2 separate regions of the Sus scrofa genome follow, and region 2 is linked to region 1. A link is a contact called in public Hi-C data. All regions are on one chromosome and are shown on one strand. The core of a region is the stretch at or near the end of the contact, and the rest is flanking DNA. Distances in the headings are between cores, read along the strand shown.

Region 1 (3,081 bases), core at 282-2,781:
AGGTGAGCATTATAAGTTCATTATTTGGAAGTATAGACTATAATAGATGAAGAAACGAGAGGAAATGTTAAAAGTGATTTATTCAGGGAAATAGAGATGCAAGTGTGGAATGTGTTTGCTGTATGTCTTTGTGTGCTGGGGTGTATATATTAGTATATATAGGCATATGTGTATATATACCCTATATATATATTATAATATTTACATTATGATATATATAATATTTAATAAATATAAAACTAAATGCATAGATGGTAAATATAAACAATAAAATAGCACATAATTACCTTCAGTTAAATCTTATAATACCCCTTCTGTATAGAAGAGACTTGCGTCATAACCTTAACTAATTATTTGGCAAAGTCAGGATTTACACACAAGTTTACCGAGTCTAGGGCCATGTATTTCCTACCACATTACACATACTCCTTTCAAATTGTGATTATTTCTTTCTCATTTCCAATAACAGCCTTAAGGGCTCAGTTGACAGCATACTTGCTGGGTGCTTTCTCAGGAACAACCTGAATCACACACAACTATTCAGATCCTTGTGAAACCCCAGAAGGGTTAATATGAGTGAGGAAAACTAGAGTCAGTGGTTAAGGAAGTTTTGTGGAATGGGAAAGCAAGTCTGGATGAGGTGGGAGACAAAGAAAATGGAAATATTTCATTTATATTGCTTTTAATTCTTAAATACTAAAGTTTCTAAATCCCCTCATAAATATGATTAATCCTGACATATGTTCATACAATATCTATGCTGATGTTTAAATAGAATAAATATCATTGTGTATATTTTGTTTTTATGCTGGAGGGAAGAAAATAATTACTTCTCTATAACTTAAGGAGATTCTCATGGAATAATGCAATAGAGACAAAATTAATTAAACCTAAAGACATATGTAACTGAAATAGCAGAATGTTTAATGGTAAAAGAATCATTTAAAATTGTACTATCAAGTACATTTTCTGCTCAGACACAAAGGATTTCTCAAACCTATCATCTACTTTTTAAAGGTAACTTGTTTGTAATACAAAATAAAAATTATAGGCACTATTTTGTAATATATAATTCTTAAACAATTATCTATAAGGCATGAGTACTCAAATGTGCCCAAGAGTAATCAAAAATAAGAAGGTACATACAGACTGGGGAAACAATATCTCAATACTATTGCTTTTTGCACAGAACACACATGAAAATATCTATAATAGGAAGATTTGATGGGCCTTTTTCTTGATGCATTTTTCATTTGCCCCAATATAAAAAATTTAAAAATAAAAAAAAAAAATTTAGAAACAAGATTCTAAAAACTTTAGAAACCAAGTTCCCGAAGTCATATGATTTTGGGGGGACTCCTGCCTGGGTCTGCAACTGCAAAGAACCCATCTTTCATTCACTTGTGTGATTCTCCTCTATAGTTCCTGACATTTTTTAAATGCATTTTCTCAGGGACCACAAGAATGGCATTCCTCTTGGAATCTTCCTCATTGTTCTTTAAAGTCCCAGCTCTTGCCATCGCCTTTTGTAGAAAGATTTCCCTATCCCACAGTTACATTCCTCAGGTTCTGCTCATTGTCACTTAGAGGCCGCCTCAGTTCCTCCGTATATTCGTCTTTCTTTAGTCCAGATCAATAGATCATTTTAAATCAGCGCGCTGAAGACTGAAAGACCACATTTTATTGCAGGATGGTAGTTCAGACGTAAGAGAGTGAATGATTTCTTGGGGTTTGTGGTCCATAATTATATTAACCTTGGTCCCACACCAAGCTATTTGAAACTTCTCACACCTCATTACCAGTCAATGCATCCTTCTCTGAATAAGAATTGCATTGTTTGACTTTGAAAGACATGTTGTTAAAATCCCTTTACAGGTTCATGATGTTTCTTTAGAAGAGTGGAACAAATTTCATGGTCAAAGTCAAAATTTTAGCACCCTTTTTTATTACAAAGGTACCTAACCCTATGAATCCCAGGACAGTCTATATTGTTGAAAGTGAGTTAGAGAAAAGAAAAAAAGCAAGCTGTTTTTATCATAAACATAATAATAATATCTTTACATTTCAGCAAATGACTGTTTATATATATATATTTGTGTTCAGCATTTTCTAAATGAAATGTATAACCTCAAACTATAGGAAGAAAATGAGTAATTATAATGATTGATTAATATATTTTAATTATTTTGCAATCAATGACTTTTATCCTGCCTTAAGATTAAAAAGAGAAATAGTTTGGGGAGTGGAAAGAATGTTTATTGATGTGAATGAAATGGTTCCTGCCGGGATATTTCCTGGAGATTGTATTGGACATCTTTGAAACAAATTGAGACATAATTAATCTAGCCTAATTAATTAAAGTCTCATTTAAAACAAACAAACTCAAAATACATTATATATATTTTACTAAGCCCTACTGAGGTTATCAGCATGTATGTAATTTAAGAATTATCTAGAAGGGGATTATATTTTTGACTTCCATTGAATAATCAGTCTAAAGCCAAAATGTTCTCTTTTTGCTCTGAGGAAAGCTGAATGACAAAAGGGACAACTATATAAAGTCCCAACTGTCCCTTTTTATGAGAAAACAGCCAAACACTGGATAAGCAAAAGGGCATTTGTTTGCATTGGGTATAGCCCAGGGAATTCCTTTTAAACTGGTGCATTCACTCAACATGTGAAAGACTAAGCATTTTTTTGTTGTTGCTGTTTTACTAGATGGGGTTAATGATCTATCCTTGGAAGATCAATGACATCAAATCAATGCTAGGATCAAAATTAGAACGCATATAGTTTGAAAAATTTTAGGTGATGAACTGTCTTGAAAACATAAAAGGTAGTCTATATACTTATAAAACTTAGGGAAAATGGACAAAAGTCTTATTAAGCAAATTAATCATCTCAGTATTTCACTTATTATCTCAATCGTCTCTCAGGTATCCAGCTTCCCTGAGTAATACCAAGAATTTTAATCCTTAGAACAAAATTTTCTGAGACATATATACCATACATCTGTCACTCAAGTGGGGACTCTCACAAAATTTTCTAAATAACCTAAGGACCATTTTTTTCCATTTCCTT
Region 2 (3,081 bases), core at 258-2,757, 560 kb after region 1:
GCATCTTCCCGCTCCCCGAACCCTACCGAGAAGGGTCACGACCTCCCTCCGCCCCCGGGACGCCGCCTGGAGCCTCGGAGCAGCCCCGCGGGTGCCCCTCGGTGAAACCCTGGTCCCAGGGAGCGTACATGGGCAGCCGCGCGGAGAAGTGTCCCCAGACGCCAGCGTGGCCCAGGAAGGGCGCGGTGGCCCCTGGAAAGGCATCATCCTCCTCCTTCCCGCTCCCTCGGCCCCGAAGCTTGGGGTTTCCGCGTGCCACAGCACTCGAGCCCCGGCGCCCTGGAGAGCAAGGGGCGGACCCGGCCGGAAGAGCGAGATCTGGGCAGGGTGAGGTGCCAACTTCTCTGAGGGTCGGGAGCGGCCGCAGAGCCCCGAGGAAAGGGACGAGAGGGCCGCGCTCGCCGGGGCGCGCGGCTCGCGGGCGCGCGGAGCGAGCGGCGCGGGGAAGGGAGCGAGGAAAGGGCGAGGAGGCGGGTGGGAAGGGACCTCGGGCGGCGGAGGCTGCCCCCCGCACTTTACCTTGCGTTGGTGCAGTCATTGTAGAGGGTCTCGAAGTCCTTCCTGGAGATGAGTTTGCAGCGGTTCACTCCGGGCTGGATGGCGCCCAGTCCCCTCAAGATGCGAACCTGTTCCACATTGCACACCACCGGCGTGATCTCCAGCCGCTTCAGCTTGGTGTAGACCGTGTGCAAGCCCCCCACCAAGTGCTTCAGGAACAGGTCGAAAGCCTGGGGCAGGCAGATCAGCTCGCAGCCCTCCACTGTGAAGGAAGCCACTTTGGCCCCCCTCAGATCCACCATTTTGCACTCATTATTCTGGGGGGTGTTTTCCACTGGGGACGGGGTCGAGTACACGGGTTTCCCGGGGAGGGGGCCGCAGCTGCTGCTGCTACTGCTGCTGCTGCTGCTACTGCTGCTGCTGCTGCTGCTACTACTGCTGCTGCTGCTGCTGCTGCCGGTGCTCGCGTTGATGGGGGTGCTGGAGGCGCCGCCGCCGCCAGCGCTAATGCCGCCGCCGCCGCCGCTCGCGGTCGCGAGGCTGGGGTTGCAGTTGCTGCCGCCACCGCCGCCGCCGCCGCCGCCACCGCCGCCGCCGCCGCCTCCGTTGCCCGCGCTGCCGCCGCCGCCTCCGCTGCCGCCGCCGCCACCGGTGGAGGTGACTGTGGCCGCCGCCGCCGCCGAAGCGATGGGCTCCGGCCGGAACAGAGTTGGCCCTGAGGACGCCGGGGGCCCGATGGACGGAGCCGGAGACGAGGTCGCCGAGGAGGGGGAGGTGGTGGTGCCGGAGGAGGAAGCAGACGTGGAGATCGGGGGTTGAGGGGGGACCAGCTGGGTCGGAGGGATCAAAGCCGCCGGCACTGCCATGGTCACATATAAGGGGAAACAGAAGGAGGAGAAGCGAGGGGAAAAGTTGCCACACACCCCGGGGAGGGCAAGGGGGAAAAAGGGGGGGAGAAGGAGCTAGGGGACAACAACAACAACAACTCTGGGAGAGGACGAGGAGGCGAAGGGGAGAGAAGGGAAGAAAAAGGAGGTGAGGGTAAGAAAGAGCGAGCGCAGGAGGGGCGAGCGCGAGAGGCGCTCTGGAGAGAAACGCACAAAAGTGTCCCGCAAGTCGAAATGCGAGTCCTCTCCGGGGGCTGGGATCGGGGGCTGGTGTGGGGGGGTGGGGGCGGGGGCGGGGAGGGTCGGCTGTTGTTGTGTGGGTCCCGCTCTAGCACAAAGTTAAGGATGAAGGTGAAAAGGAGGAGGTTTGAAGGACTTGGGTTCTCCCTGGCAAGTACATTGATCAAAGATTGAGAGGGGAATGACAGAGAGAAAATGAGCTGAAAAGTGCAGGCTGCCGGCTGGACGAGTTGTTGTTGTCACACGGTGCAGAGGGGAGGAGCTCCGGAAACTTGAAATACCCTTTGAAGCCGCAAAAACCTCACTCACTAGTATTAACCCAAATTATCCAACCAGGAACTCGGAGCAGAGACTCCGAGAGCGCGAGACCCAGGGAAAGCGAGTGAACAAGAAAAGGAGGAGGGGAGGGGGAGGATAAGGAAAGAAACTAAGGGAGGGACGGAGAGGAAAAGCCGGGGCACGCAAGTGGCGATCGGAAAAGCGGAGGGAGATCTTCTCTTCTACTACCGCTAGATTCTCGGTCTTAATACTCCACTTTGTCCTCGAAGACCGGTAATTTTTTCCCAAAACCTTCAAACCAATCGGCTGCCAACTTAAAGGGAGCCAGAGCGCTCCGAGCTCTCCTTCAAGGATTTAGGATGTGTCTCCGCTCGCTTTTGCAATGAGATATAAATGAAAAGACATACTCTCACTTCATGATTAGTAAGAAATTATTTTGAGGAAAATCCATATGGAAGCAAAGCGTATGTTTCATGCGTCTGGTTATTTTCTCTGTCGATTCAATTATTTATTTAAAGATAGTGAAAACGCCAGGAGAGTTTTCAAGTTGTGGGGGAAAAGTCAGTCTGAAATCGCTTAAGAATAATGGAGTGCTCTCTATTCAATTCCTTATTTCCTAATTGTGGAAAGAAAGAAATGCTTGCCATGATGTGGATGATTCGGAATAACTTCATTTTTGCCCCAAAGCCAGGTCAGAAATGTCTATTATACTGGGAGAATTCGAGATCAGGCACCCTCGAAGGTTTAGAAAGTGGGGAGGGGAAAAAAGAACATCCTAATTTTTTCTTCCCTAACTCCATAACTAATTCACCTGTCTTGCACAGACACCAACAATCCTCAAGTCCTTTAAGACCCAAGGCTAGTTGCTAATGTGATATGTGAATAACAATACATAGATGTATATATTGTATTTGAAAAGTAACAGTGTATTCTGGGAAGGTCCTTCTCAGTTTGTCAGTAAAAAATATGTTTTGTAAATAATGAAAAGAACACAAACAAAGCTCACTAGTTCACTTGTAAAGGCAGAACGGATAGCTATGCTTAAAAACCTCATGAAGCTGGGTTGAGACTCACTCTCTTCCTCTTTGCCTTTCTCTCTCCTTTTCTTCCCCTTTCTAACTTGTTGCATGAAGGTACTATTTATTCAAGGATTTTTGACCATAGGTCAAGTCTGTTC

The links. Hi-C and Micro-C count contacts between places; a contact is called where the count stands out from the background.
Region 2: a Hi-C map of epiblast stem cells shows a contact between it and region 1, with 2.1 times the contacts expected there. The contact joins the promoter of DACH1 here to the enhancer-like site in region 1. A contact is called at or near these places in 4 of 47 Hi-C or Micro-C datasets (embryonic fibroblasts, epiblast stem cells, omental adipose tissue and 1 more).

The regions. Positions count from the first base shown.
Region 1 is chr11:43,621,465-43,624,545 of Sscrofa11.1, forward strand. No RefSeq gene overlaps it. Among named protein-coding and RNA genes, the nearest start is that of DACH1, 560 kb to the right of the region's middle. Within about 2 kb of position 1,532, at least 3 of the 83 cell types and tissues checked have an H3K27ac peak or open chromatin away from gene starts, as enhancers often do. A contact at or near this core is called in epiblast stem cells, where this site is marked.
Region 2 is chr11:44,186,259-44,189,339 of Sscrofa11.1, forward strand. It overlaps DACH1 (dachshund homolog 1), which reads right to left and starts at 1,508. Exons shown (of 11, transcript XM_001924267.6): 1 at 520-1,508. The coding sequence starts at 1,364. LOC106505309 (a long non-coding RNA gene) reads left to right here and starts at 129. Exons shown (of 3, transcript XR_002336559.1): 1 at 129-327.